Regions from separate parts of the Mus musculus genome. Here region 1 is linked to region 2. Evidence: chromatin contacts called from public Hi-C data. All regions are on one chromosome and are shown on one strand. Each heading gives the region's core, a stretch centred on a gene start, on an enhancer-like site or on the middle of the called end of the contact. The rest is flanking DNA. Distances are from core to core; before and after follow the strand shown. Region 1 holds the start of Gm32123 (predicted gene, 32123). Region 2 has its middle 15 kb from the start of Gm41111.

The links. Hi-C and Micro-C count contacts between places; a contact is called where the count stands out from the background.
Region 1: a Hi-C map of the N1E-115 cell line shows a contact between it and region 2, with 2.5 times the contacts expected there. The contact joins two enhancer-like sites. A contact is called at or near these places in 1 of 15 datasets of contacts at CTCF or cohesin (pro-B cells), 7 of 484 Hi-C or Micro-C datasets (the HL-1 cell line, the N1E-115 cell line, embryonic stem cells and 3 more), 2 of 115 datasets of contacts at active chromatin or transcription factors (embryonic stem cells and large pre-B cells) and 2 of 9 other capture datasets (embryonic tail and embryonic trunk).

Annotation. Positions count from the first base shown.
Region 1 is chr14:25,107,226-25,114,402 of GRCm38.p6, reverse strand. Gm32123 (predicted gene, 32123) reads right to left here and starts at 5,142. Exons shown (of 3, transcript NR_153781.1): 1 at 5,134-5,142; 2 at 4,872-5,017; 3 at 1,472-3,308. RefSeq lists an enhancer at 3,667-7,177. Within about 2 kb of position 1,347, at least 24 of the 459 cell types and tissues checked have an H3K27ac peak or open chromatin away from gene starts, as enhancers often do. A contact at or near this core is called in the N1E-115 cell line, where this site is marked.
Region 2 is chr14:24,994,083-25,000,788 of GRCm38.p6, reverse strand. No RefSeq gene overlaps it. Among named protein-coding and RNA genes, the nearest start is that of Gm41111, 15 kb to the right of the region's middle. Within about 2 kb of position 5,343, at least 34 of the 459 cell types and tissues checked have an H3K27ac peak or open chromatin away from gene starts, as enhancers often do. A contact at or near this core is called in the N1E-115 cell line, where this site is marked.

The sequences.
Region 1 (7,177 bases), core at 98-2,597, 120 kb before region 2:
TTTTGATCTCTGTGTGTCTGTCAGTCTCTTCCTCCCCCTCCCTCCCTCCCCCTCCCTCCCTCCCTCCCTCCCTCCCTCCCTTCAGCATTGCCCCCCAAGGTCTAATACATGCTAGGTAAGGACTCTAGCACTGAGCTATATCCTTTTTATTAATTTTGAAACAGTTTTAATAATTTGCCCAGGCTGGCCTTGAACTCACTCCCTAGCTCAGGCTGCTCTTGAACTTGTGACTCCTCAGACCTTCAAGTCCCTCTGACTTTCTTACACATCTTTCATGGAATTCATACTGAGCCGACTGCTATGCCAGGCTTTTAATATTTCTGCCATTCATCTAGTTATTCTTTAAATGTTTATTTAGAGCTATTATGTGCCATTGCGCTGGGCCAGAAACTGGAGTTGCCAAAGTCGTGGTCCTTGCTTTTAAGTAGCTCATGATCTTTCAAAGAAGACAGAAGGCCATCGAATCCTGAGCTGATGACCTGAACTCAGGGCTCAGTATGGCAAACAAAAGGCCAAGGACTGAGCTTAAACCTTAGCATCTCCACTTCCGGAACTTCATAATCTTTGTGGATCTCAGTTTCTTTATCTGTAAAATGGGAGGAAGTAGGAATACAAGTGGGCAACGTTATGAACATTCTCTTCACAAAATTTTAGAATCCATTTGTACTTTTTAAAAGTCAGTCATGCATTGGTTTGAAATTTTACTAAGATACAAATTCCAACCAAGTGGGCACCAGTATGAACACTGCTACTTTCTTCACGGAACAAAAGATAAAACTGAGCTAATTACTTTTGATATCAAAAGGTCAATTATTTGTAGGTTCCAAATCCTCCCCCCTGTGGTCATCTCTTTGGCAGGAAACATGACTAAGCCTGTGGGAGTGGAAAGAGGAGGATGGGCTGGGCTTATCTAGTGGCTTGGAGTCAGCTGGGGAGCTGAGGTCAGGCAATGGGAGGAAGGATCAAATTTAAATGAAGAGAAAGGTTGAAGTTGCTAGCAAAGGAGCTGGACTTCAGAGAGGGCCCAGGCGCATGAGGCTACTTCACATAACAATGTTTTTCCTTTACTTATTCAACAACATGTTCTTCCATACCAGTCTGGGCAGGTGCTGGTCACACAGGGTGATCCCTCTCCTGGGAAGGTTTGTGATCTAGTTAGGAGGATCAGACATTTCAAAAACCCAAAGGTGGGTGACAATTGCTGGCAGATTAGTCTACATGGCCATCGAACCAGATCTGGCCTGCAGTCAGGGAGGCTGTATTTGAGCGAGTGACAATGGATCTGTGATACAGAGGAAAGAGCTACCAAGGAGTAAGGGAGTCACTACGCAGACGTGGAACAGCATGATGGTGCTGAGGAGCAGCACGAGCTGACTACAGGAACCGTGACTCACCAGTTTTGGTGAAAGTGGTGTTTACCAGCTTTCAGTAAAAAGGGAGAAGGAAGATTGAACCAGAAAGGCAACGACGCTTTGTGTTCATCCATAAGACGGTTTTTTACACAACCATAAAAATATACAGAGAGCACTGAGATACTCGAATGTCAAGATTTCAGAAGCAGTATCAATGGTGTTAGTTTCTTCTAGAAGGGCTTGCATGGGAGCCCTGGCTCTTGCTTTTCACGAGTAAACCATATGTGAGCTTTAAGAGCTCCTGGAAGCAGAAGCCGGTGAGCATCAGTCCTAATCAGGTTCTCTCTCCAGCCCTCACTTCTGACCCCCGAGTCTTCCTGAGAACTGCTGCTGCTCTGACCAGTGAGAACTCGGGAACTACAGCCATTTCTGTTACTCTAGTTCCCTCAACAAGTGCCTCTATGTGTTATGTGGGTAGAGAAAAAAGGGGGGGGGGTTGACAATTCATCAAGTCTAGGAAAGAGATTAAGTAACTACTCGGGCTTTAATTGTGTGCCTTATCGGAGAGTTTGATGTTTGTAACATGCATTATAAGTCTCTAACTGGGGACATAATTAGGAATATTTTCCAAACACATTTGATCTGAAAACATGCTTTTCCTGCGAATCCTGGGCAGATGTGTTTCAGAGTTTGTTTTTGGTAACTGCTACTTAAGTGAGTACCTTAAGTCTGAAACCTCAGTGGACTGGATTGTAGAGGTCACTTTGTCCAAACCTTCCGTGCAACAGAAGGCTGTGACTAAATCCCAGTGACCTTAATCCACCTTGCAGGTGTCACTGCAGACACACCCCTTCCACCAGATACTGTGATGCTGTAGGCGAGAAAAGTGGCACCAAGAGTAGTGATGTCCCTATGTCCTGTGGTGCTACTGCCAGCCAGTTCTGGCTCTGGCCCTCAGTTTCAAGGTGTGTTCAACAAGTACTAAGCATCTGTGGTTCTGAGGACTCAACACTACCTGACAAGTACCTGGCACACCAGAATCACACAGGAGAGTTGTCAGCCAGCTGGCATCTCACCCCAAGAAACACGCACCCTGCTTTATACAACCAATTATATGCAAATATTCTTTGTAGGATATGCAAATACTCATGGCATTTTCTATAGCATTAGGTTTTAGTCTTATTTCTAAGAAAACATACTGAATTCAAGGGCCAGGAGAAACATTCTATTCTATCTGCTGGTGCACCAACCTCCCAGCAAGCTCTTTGATTATTTAACCTGGTGTTAATTTCATTAAGAACAAATGCACCAGACTTTATTATCCTTTAGAAGAACGGAGGCTTCAGAATTAGAACACTGCATATTTATGAGTGTGGGGTGTGTGTGTGTGTGTGTGTGTGTGTGTTTGTGTATGCACAAGCATGAACATGGAGGCCAGAGATCAATGCTGGGTATCTTCCACAATCCTTTCCCATCATATGTTTTTGAGGCAGGGTCTCTCACTGATCTTGCAGCTCACTGCTTCCACTAGACAGGCTGATCAGCAAATCCCTGGAATTCTCCTCTCTGCTGGGCTCTTGCAGGCACATGTCACTGTATCTAGCTTTTATATGGGGTCTGAGGCTGAAACTCAGTCCTTCACACTTGTATGGAGGTTCCTTACAGATTGCTCCATTACACTGGACTCCCCTTTCCATTTTAGAGAAATGGATGTAGGCTCGATGAGAAGAGGCAATGTACTAAAGTTCTTACCGGACTCAGGAATTGTTCTGGTTCTAGAGAAGCGGGCTCCTTCCAGCTTCCAGCTTCCAGCTTCCCCTCGCACAAGTGACACTTTTCTTGGATGTTTAGACCCAGCATGATAAAGTGTTTTATTGTGGAATCATTATGACTTGGTAATCCTAGGAAACTCCCTAAGACTTCTGTCTCCTCGGTGGTCTGGGAAGATGTTGTTTGCTGAAGAGAAAAAAGTAAGCCATCAACCATCAGGGTGAGCTCAGTCCATGCTGACCTCCATTTTTCGCAAGTAGTCGGGAAGGAGAGGAAACGCTGGACTCCTTCTGCCTTGTTCCCTGGGGGAGCAGGTGCCAGACCACAGGCCTGACAGTTATGCAAATCAGATATACAGGCTGTAAAAACAACAACAAAGGGCACTAAACCTCTCTGAACATGCATCTTAGCCAGTGGTGAGTGAGGACTGAGAACAGTAAGCCTTGATGTCTCTCTCTAGTACTGGTCCAGGGAACAGCTTGGGCACCATTTCAGATGAGACAAGGGCACGCTGTCACTGTGGCTCAGGGGTCTCCTGTTCCTCCTGCTCCCTGAGTGTGTGTTTGCTTGTGTCATATGTGTAAGTGGGTGTGTCTCCCAGTAGGTCTCAGGTTCTGCCTCCAACTGACCTGGGCACTTCAGGCACCCACTGGGTTAAAGCTGTGCCAGAATGAACACTCACAGGGTGGATTAGAAAATGCCCTAACTACCTTTACTTCTGTGGTTGTATCACAGAAATTGACCAGTGGGGACCTTCTTGGAACTCAAATGACTCTATTGCCAGCCAAAGAATACTTAAAAAGTGTTTGATAAAAATCTTAAGTTGAAAGAAGACCCCAGCAAAAGCAGCAAGCATGGGCCTTAGTTAGCATCTGGACCATCCCTGATGTTACAGACAGATAAAGAAAGTGATGCAGGAGGGCTTGCAAGAAGATGCACAGTTAATAGCAGGGTAGATTCAGAAATATAAGTTCTTTCTGGACTCTGGGGTGGCAGCCTGGGGCTAGTCAACTTAGGCTAAGTGTATTCTACAGAGCAGCTGGTAGGGGACACTCTGCCACACAGTAGGGGTCAGAGAAGGTTCTGGCAATAATTCCTCACTTTGAAACCTCAAGAAAACCAAAATAAAATAAAGGTTGGGAGTGTCTGCCTTCACATTGTATTTATGTTTTTTTTCCTTCAGGTTCCTGGCCTGGCCTGTTTAATACCACAGACATGTTAATGACTCGAGGTTCCCTTCTCTGCCTTCAAGTTTGAAGGAACAAAGAGTGTGTTAGCCACCTTACTGTCAGCTTTCTCAGTAGCCTTTCCATACCCATTGTCCTAAGTCTAGGGTCAAGTTGGACAGGAAGGAAAAACCTGTCACAGCAATCAAATTTCATGAAAACCAGCCTATCCCCTTGAGCCACAAGGCCTTCTGTAAACCTGAGATAAGATCAGCCAGACCACACTTTGACACCTAATTCTGAATACCCCTCCCCCACACAGACACTTTGATTGCCCTATTTAAATCCAGAGCTTGTTTGTACCCCAAAGATGGACTTGGGGGCCACTGAGACCTATCCCTGTGGCTGCATTGATTGTATTTCTGTTTTTCACCATTGCTCAGATCTTTAGCTACTGCACTGGGGCTCCATGACCAGGCCCCCAGTGTAATTAGGATTTGGCTGCTGGGTCTTGGCTCTAAACCTCTGCTTATAGAATCTCTTCCTTTGACTAGGAGGTGACTTGAAAAAGGTGTATACAGACCAAGGCTGGGAACTTGGTCCTGGTCTCCTGTATTTTTTCGATAGTCTCCAATGATGTGGTTTGAGATGAAGGCTGATAAAGTTCTTCTAAAACTAGTCTGTGAGTTTGCTACCTGGCCCTCAGAGAGGACACTGGTGAGGCAGCTTCTGTAGGGAATTAAGAGGAGAAAAAAGGACATTTTAAAACAGAGAAGTGCACCCTCTCACCTTTTCAGACATTTATTAAGCACCTACTAGGTGCCAGGCAGCAGAGAGTCACCAACCTAGACAGCCAATCAGGACCATCTTACACAGCCTTCCTCCTGGATGTCAGCTGTCCAATTCTGGGCTTTGTGCTGGCTCTCTTTCTTCCTCTCTCTCTCTCTCTCTTTCTTTCTTTCTTTCTTAAGCCACCAACAAGACTCTGACCTCTCCGGGAACACACAATGCAGGCAGTCACTCATGCATTAACAACCACCGGGCCCCAAAGGTCGTTTCTATGACAACCCCGGGGTCCTTAATGACCCTGGCAGGCCAATGATTTTGTTTTGTTTGAGAGTGAAGGAATAATAAGTCAGGCTGGCTGGCTCAGGCGCTCACTCACCCCTCTCCCGCTTCCCCCCCTCTCCACTGCACTGATATACTGTTCATTATCTGACTGCTGCACCAGCCCCAGAGACAGCAGCAGCTAGCTAGCTCTGAAAGACAAGAGCCTGACTGCAGACAAAGAGCTGTAAAGGACCGGAGTGTGCCTCGCATCCAGGGCTACTCAGCTTCATTAATTCCATGGCCAGCTGGGAAGTAAGAGCCTGGACTTTGGGGTCCTCAGCTCTTGGAGTCCAGTGGTGTTCACGTGAACCCCAAGTCCTTGTACGAGTTCCTGCCAGGAGACCTTTCTATCAGGAGGTGTGCCTGATTTACAGACAGCTAGCGCTGCTCAGATAGCAAGACCTATCATTTTAATGATGAGATGAATAAGGCGATTGATGAGCAGTCCCACTAGCCTCCGTGTGGAGGTTCAGTAACTGAGGAGGCCGGACCTGACTGCGAAGACAAAGGCAGCTGCCAGGTTCGCTGCTGACTCTTGTCCGGGTCCCCGGGTGGGGCCCTGCCCCCTTGCTTCCTCAGTTCCGGGTCTCTTCTTCTACCTTGAGACACTTCCTGGGGAGGAAGCTTTCATTGTCTTCTGATCTCGGGGCAAACAGGCCTCCAGCTTGTCACATTAATTTTCAAACGCGACGTTCGGCAGCCTGGGATTTTGCTAGCAGACACTCGGAATGATTTTTTGTTGTGTGTGCACAGCTAAAATCCCTGAGAATAAGTCATTATCCTCTAAGAGGGAGGAAAAAAAAAAACCAGCTCCTACTGGCTGCCCCGTGGCCCAATCAGCTGACTCATTCCCCATGATTCCCTGAAGTAATTAGCGTTTTCATTTTTCCCAACCTGCCTATTAGATAAACTCCAGGTTCTCCTTGAGTTGAAGCACATTTTTTGAGTTGGTGAGCCTCAGCTTCTCCCTAAGAAACAAAAGAAGGCACCAGGAGGAGAGGAGGACAAAGAAATGGGTGACTGGGTCTTCTGTGCTCCTACTTGGATGGTTTTGTACCACAGAAATGACTCTAAGCATGCTATGTTCAGGGCCCCCTGGTGAGGGACGAGTCCAGCATCTTGCATTAATTCCAGCATGGGTTGGTCAAAGGATATTTGGATCTTTAGAGGGCAATTTCTAAGCACCCAAAGGTTCAGAGGTATTTTGATGGCTAGCTTTAGTTGCCAACCTGACACAACTTAGACTTATTTGGGAAGAGGGTTTCAGTGAGGGTTGGTCTACACTGTGTCAGATGATGGGCATGTCTGTGGAGACTGTCTTAACTGAGTTAACTGATGTGGGAAGGCTCAGACCACCAAGGTGTGTGTGGGGGGTACCATTCCCTAGGCAGGGGTTCCTGAACTGTGTAAGAGATGAGGCTGAGCACAAGCAAGCAAGCAAACGAGTATGAATATATCCGTTTCTCTTTGGTCTTGACTGGATGTGGTATGACTGGTTTCACCTTCCTGCCCTGGTGATGCCATTCCCCTAATGATGCACTGTAACCTGGAATTATAAGCCGAGTAAACTCTTTCTTGCCTAAGTTGCATTTCGTTAGGATGTTTGACCACAGACACAGAAATGAAGCCAGGGCCAATGTGGTGTAGGTCAGCGCTTGCTCACACCTCTCTTCATCTTGTCTCCCTTGTCCACTGAGGGCTAACTGAAGAGCAGGGATGGAATGTTCTGGAAGAATGCAGAGCCTGTGTTTGCATCAGTGAGGAGGTGGAGTTGGCCTG
Region 2 (6,706 bases), core at 4,094-6,593:
TTTTTGGCCAGGCTGGATAGCTATTGAGCTCCTGGGATCTGCCTGTTTCTCTTCCCTGGTGCTGTGTTACAGGCAGGGGCAGTCATACCTACATTTTAACATGGATGCTGGGGATTTGAACTCAGGCCCTCAGCCTTGCAGAGTCAGTGTTCTTACTCACTGAGACATGTCCCTAGCATGCCCATCCTAGACTTTCAATGGTAATGCATTACCCGGAGTGTTATGTTACCTAACTCTCTTGGCACTTCTAAGGTATTACTCTGCTGTCAAACATGTAGTCATCTGTATATCCTACTCTGAAGAAAGAAGCCTCAGTCACCACCATAACAATTCAAGTTCTCTCCATCAGTTGGGATCAGATTTCCTTGCCAAAGAAGTTATTTTAAAGCTTCAAGTTTCCAGAATGCTAATTTTGGACTTGTGGATTAATTGTGGTCCTATACCAGCCACTGCCTACACTTATTTCCCTATTTTATGAAATACACCAAGAGACTGAAACTATTATTATTCCCAATATAGATGGGGAAAAATGGAGGTTCAGAGACACAGAGCTGCTTGGCAGAGGCAGAACGAAGGGCTCGCCAGTGGCAGAGCTGGGTTGCAGCCCAGAAGTGAGCAACTTGCAAGCCTAGGTACTCTGCTGACTCGTTTGTCCTGCACCCCTTCCTCACGAGTGAACAGAAGCCGTCCAACACAGCTCAGTGGGAAGCTGACCTGTGAAACTATCTGGATGTCAGAGAAGAAGAAAAGAGGAAGAGAAAAGAAGATGGGAAGAAGACGATCTTTTAAGCAGAAGGGCCGGAGAGATGAGTTAGTTGCATACCACTTGTCTCACAAGCCTGAGGACCTAAGTGTGCAACCTCAGAACTCACTTAAAAAGCCAGACACGGTAGCCCTCACCTACAATCACGGCAATTTCGAGAGGGGAGGTAGAGACAGGAGGACCCTTGGAAGTGAGGGCTGCGAACTGGGCAGCCTGGTCTAGTCGGTGAGAGGACAGGACAGTGAGAGACCCAGCCTCAAGCAATGGTGCAAAGCCCACGAGGACAGCACAGAGCATTGTCTTCTGATCTCAGGATACATGCTGTACTGTGCACATACACTCACACCCACACTTGAAACTCTCCCTACACCAACCACACATGCACATAAGGTAAATCTAAAGACATTTTTTCCTACCAACTTGCTCTGAGGTCCGGCACCAGCATTATAATGCATGCATAACACATATGTACCCTTCCTCCTCAGCAATAGAAAATATTTCTATCCCTTCCCCCCAGTTTTTGCCTACAGAATTTTGACTGTTATACCAGCTTTGCTACTCCTACTTACAGAGGAAGGGAGCTTTTAATAGGCATTGCTTTCCTTAAAGAAGGAAACCAAAGCATGGTATTTTGGAAGAGCATGGGCTTAAGGCACGTGTGGAGACATTCCCAGCAGCTCCTAGCTGGCATTTCCTGGTTGTAGGTGCTCAGGATGTTTCCTCTGTTTTGGAGATACAGTGTAAAAAAGGCCCTTACTCTACTTCTCACTCCAGACGAAAGTCTCCGCCTGGGACAGACCTTTGAACTCTGTGCAGAGCATACAGGAAACTTGAAAGCTTATGGACTCTGGACTAAGACACAGGAGTCCTTGTTCTCTCTATCACCTTGAGAAAGTCCCCATCTCTGCAAGACACAGGACTTCTTCATCTGGTGTCAGACTACAGAGAGAGTTGACTGAGTGTGTGTGTGTGTGTGTGTGTGTGTGTGTGTGTGTGTGTGTGTGGTGTGTGTGTGTGTGTGCCAATCTAGCACTCAGTGTTCTAGGTTGGAGAAAGTGTTCAAAAGCACACTGCTGTATTTAGTATGATGAACGTAGCCCAGGGCTCTGTAAAAATGTGGGTTCCTAACCCTTCAGAGGACTATGAAACTCCCTATGCAAGCATTAGGACCAGAGCTTCGACCTTCAGAACTCAGGTTTAAGTGGGGAGGTACAGAGATGACTCAGCACTTACAAGTACCGATTGCTCTTGCAGAGGACCCAGGTCTGCTTCCCACCATCCACACCGTGGTAGTTCACATTCACCAATAACTGCATTGCAGGGGATCAGATACTGCTGTCTTCTGAACATCACAGACTGATTCACACACACACACACACACACACACACACACACACACACACACACACACACAGAGAGAGGGGGGGGGGTGCAGGGGTAAGGGTACGGTGGAATACAAAGCTGAAAGATGAACAGGGATACATCCTATTTCACTGTAGAAATGACTAGAGAAACAGTAGGAGTGAAGAAAGAATCCACATGGCTCAATGGTGAGCTGAGCGACCTGGGGCCTGGGAAGATGAGGCACACACCAGAGGCGGGGTAGCTGAACAATCTGGAGGGCACACCCTACGTAGCTTGTGCTGGCTGCCTTGCCGTGACTGGATGTGACTGTGGAGTAGCCTTGGCACAGCAGGTCCAAGAGCCAGGTGAGAACAGCACAGAGTTGTCTGACAGGCTTACAAGGCCTCACTCACAAATGTGTTTGGAAAATAACCCTACAGCCAAGTTAGAACGCTACCTTCCTAGCTCCTGAGACCCCAGGGAACTGAACCGTATCAGAGTCTCTGACCCCAGGCAGGAGGCTGCAACCTGGGGGTGGGGGGGGGAGAGGGGGGAGGTGGTACTGCCCGAAACTGCCCAAAGCCACAGTGTGTGTGTTCCTATAATCAGGAGGGCCTGCTCCCGAGCTGCTGGGAAGCTAACTCTAGGCGGTGTCAGGGTAATTATCCAAGCTGCCTGAACTTTATTCACAGCCTGACAAGGTACACTCCTGGGACTTGTCACTGTGGTTAGTCGGGGGGCGGGGACCTGACATAAGGCTGATTAGGGAGTGTTTTACACAGCAAGAATCTCTCTGATCTTTAGCCGAGGAGACCCCCCCTTCCCATCTCATAGGAGAGATGCCTGCGAGGTTGAGAATAAAGAGCAGCCAGTCCAGCCCCCTTGTTTGCAGACGAGAAAGCTGTTCATAGCATGCCATGCTCTCTCCAAGGCCACGCATGGAGAGTTTGTCCAGGAGTGGGGTGGCCTACCAGTGTCTCACGATTCTGCAGTAGGCTTTTCTCCACTACTTCCAGTCTGAGAGGCTTAAACTTCATATTTGATTCACAATTACCAGGGAGCTTGGAAATGACAGATTCTGACTCACGAGTCTGTGTGCAGTTGAAGCTCTCCATATGTCATAAGCCTAGTGTTGGTTACCGTCTTGCAAGTACAACGGAGTGTCAAGGCCCTTCCTCCTCCAAAGGCCACCTTTAACTCCAGAGGAGATGTCGGTGGATGCTTAAGTGTGCTCTCCACTGTTACGGACAGTTGTCCACTGGCTCCAGCTATCCATGAAGCAGTATCCTTGTGAAATCAGAGTGAGTTGAGCTGAGGAAAAAAAGGCTCACAGAAGCCACAGCCTTCAGCTCCTACGGAAACCTAAATGAATGCCCTTCTTACACTGAGATTTCTCATAGTTCAATGAGCCAGTGCAGTTCACTTTGATAAAATAAGGCTTTGTAGAGAAGCTCAGGGAAGCTTCACTGAGCCGTCCAGTCCTCACTCTCTGCAAACTATGCCAGTTGCCAGTGTACTGGTCAGCTTTCTATCTACCCATTTAACAAAACTGTGGAGACAATTACCTTGCAGAGAGCAAAGGCACATTTTGGCACACTGCTTTAGAGACCCTGGCCTGTGGTTGGCTCTGTTGCTTTTGAGACTGGGGTGAGGCAGCTCTCTGTGGTAGACGCTCTGGCAGAGCAGAGCTTACCTCATGGCTGGGAAGCAAAGCAAGAGGAAGAAGAGACCAGGGTACAACTATTACCTCATGGGAAAACTCCGGAAGATTTAAAGACCTCTCATTTGACCCTTATTTTAAAGGTTCTACTATCTCCCAATTGTGTTAAGGACCAAGACTTTAATGCATGGGTCTCTGGGGGATATTTAAAATTTAAACGATACTGTCTATTTACCCTAGCAAACAAATAACCTACAACAACTGTTACTCAAGTCCCTACAAAGTTGTGTGACCTACAGGCTGGGCCTGTTATAACCAGCAACTTCTCTCCGCACCCTTCCTTTGAGTTTCCTGGGACGGAGAAGCCAATGAACGCAGCTTGTACATCTGGTCCTTGTCTCCTCTGGGGCTAAGGAGTCCTCACAACCAAACAGGGAGATTTGATGATGTGGCCATTCTGCACCCTCACGTGTCTATAGCATTGGGGTGCTCTGGGATCCCAGAGCTTAAAAGTAGTCCTGTGCATTTGGAATTGGGAATGACAGGAACACAATGCTGGTGGTGTCTGGGGCTGCTTGCTCCAGATGGCAAATGGCCAAACACACAGAAGAAAATGGAGGTTTCCATATATCATTTGTCCAAGTCAATCTCTGATCCGATTCCCCAGCAGTGAACATCCTAACAGGGGCAATGAGCCTTCAGTAAGGCTGTGTGGACACCTGACTGAGGGACTAAAGGGCAGGCTCTCTCATTGCCTCTGTGCTAGGTTCTTGGATCTAGTACTTGATTCTAGTCTGGTTATCATTTTACTCAAGTGAAAGGACCCCCCCCCCCCCCCCGCAGAGCTCTCTCACTCTTTCATGTGTGTGCATGTCCATGTGCACGCAGGACATATGCACACACATGTAGAGGCCAGAGGACACCCTCAGGTACTGTCCACTTTTCTTTTGAGACAGGTTCTCTCACTGACCTTGCTTGCTGAGAGAACGTTGGATGTTGAGCAAGCCCCGAGGATCCACCTATCTTGCTTCTTGGGCAACAGGATTTTAAGAATGCACTGCCACCCAGTTCTAGTTGTGTGGGTTCTGGGGATCAAATGGGGTCTTGTGAGCTATCTTTGTCAACTGAGCTGTTTTCCTGGTCCTCACTCTTTTCCCCACTTCTTTCTCTTTGTGAGGAAATGTTACTCAGCTGCCTGCATACAGAAGACAGCCCTCACCAGAAGCCAGAGATATTGGTTTTCTGACCTCAGACTTCCAGTTTTCTGTTCCATGAAAAACACATTTCTGATGTTTATCAGCCATCCCGTATAAGGTGTATATTCTAGTATTTGGATGGACTCAAATAGTGAAATGCTTCAAGAGAGCCCCTTTCATTCCTGTGCCAGCCCTGTCACACCCACACTGCTGTCCTTGGCATTCTATCTATGTAAAGGTAACACTCTCATTAAATGACCTCTGTCTTTCCCAGTCTGGCAGGTGTGGACTAGCCTGGGAGCACATGGTCTGACAGTGAAGGAAGCCAAGCCCAGCAGGGTCTGCTTTGCACAGACTGACTTAGCCTTTAAATAAGCACAACCAACAGCTGAGATCTGCTTTGGCCAGACACTGTGGTGTGGGCATCAGCTTACAGTGGGGGAACAGCGCACAGCAGGCTCCCAAAATGAGTGAGAAGACGACCAGATGGAGGTGTGCTGTGACTCCGGTCTGCCTTGCGGTGACAAAGGCCTTCTTCGGGCTGTGACTTTTGTTTCTTTCTCCAGTCGCAGCTAGCAGTGCATGGGAGACCCGGAGCACCGGTTCTGAGTCCCATATCTGTGCACTGCTGCCTAAGGACAAGTCCCTTGAGGCCACAGATCTGGATCTCAATTTGTCTGTCTGGGACACAGAGGAAGGAAAGTGATTACACGCTTTCTGCTTCTGGCCTGAATGTGTTCTGATTCTATACAAAGAAGGAGGAGACAAGATCAGAGGCGTCTTCTAGTGCTCTGCTCCTTCGGGGTCTGAGACTGATACCCAATACCAGGTGGTCCCTGCCACTACCTCCTTAGGTATCAAAGCCAGGCCTGTGTGGCAGGTCACACAGCTGGCCTTGTGTTCTGCACTTGAGGGCTCTTGAGTTTCTGCTCCCCAGAAAGATCAGTTTCTTGCCAATGTCATCACTTTTAGCCAGGAGAGACCTATCAGCAACTCCATCAAGTTCTGCACCCCCCCCTCCCACCCCACACCCCCATGCCCGCCTCAACTTTAAGTCTGAGCCCTGGGAACACTGGGGAAACTTAATTCTCGGACACCTTGATTCAAAGAGCCACTGTTCTGCAAAGGCAGAGCTGGACCCTGCGTTTCAGCAGGCTTTCAGGTGGGGTTCCACCCAGACATCGATAGCATGCGGGAGGCCTGTGAGTGTGTTGACCTGGCTTCAACCACAGCTCAGTTTCAAAGACTTGGCTGTGGTCTCCGCAGGCCCTCCTCTTTCCACCCGAGGCTCCATCCCTCTCCTGCGAGCCCAGGTCGGTGTCTCAGTTACTGGGAAGGCTGTCTCTGCCTGTGGGCTTCACCCTTGTCTCCCCTCGAGATGAGATGACGAGCCACTTGAGGTTCCCACTCTGGGAATGCCTTGCTTTATCCTCCCAGTTCCTGCCAGGGTTGATATGGAGGGACACCAGGACTTCCACAAGAGCAGCGTAAACAGGACGAAGCTTCACACGACCTTCTCATGCCCCCATGCCACCCTGGACAGCTCATCCCCTCCCAGTGCAGCTCAGATCCTCCCTGGGCGGAGCAGAGTTGGTCTGGAATGAACAGACTTTGTAAATAGAAGTCCTTCACCACACCGCTCAGGAGCCTGCCCGTTCCTGAAGCAGGGCTGGGGACATTTCCTGCTTCCCTTCCCTGCCGCTGAGAAATTAGTAGGCACAGATTGTCAAAAAAAAAAAAAAA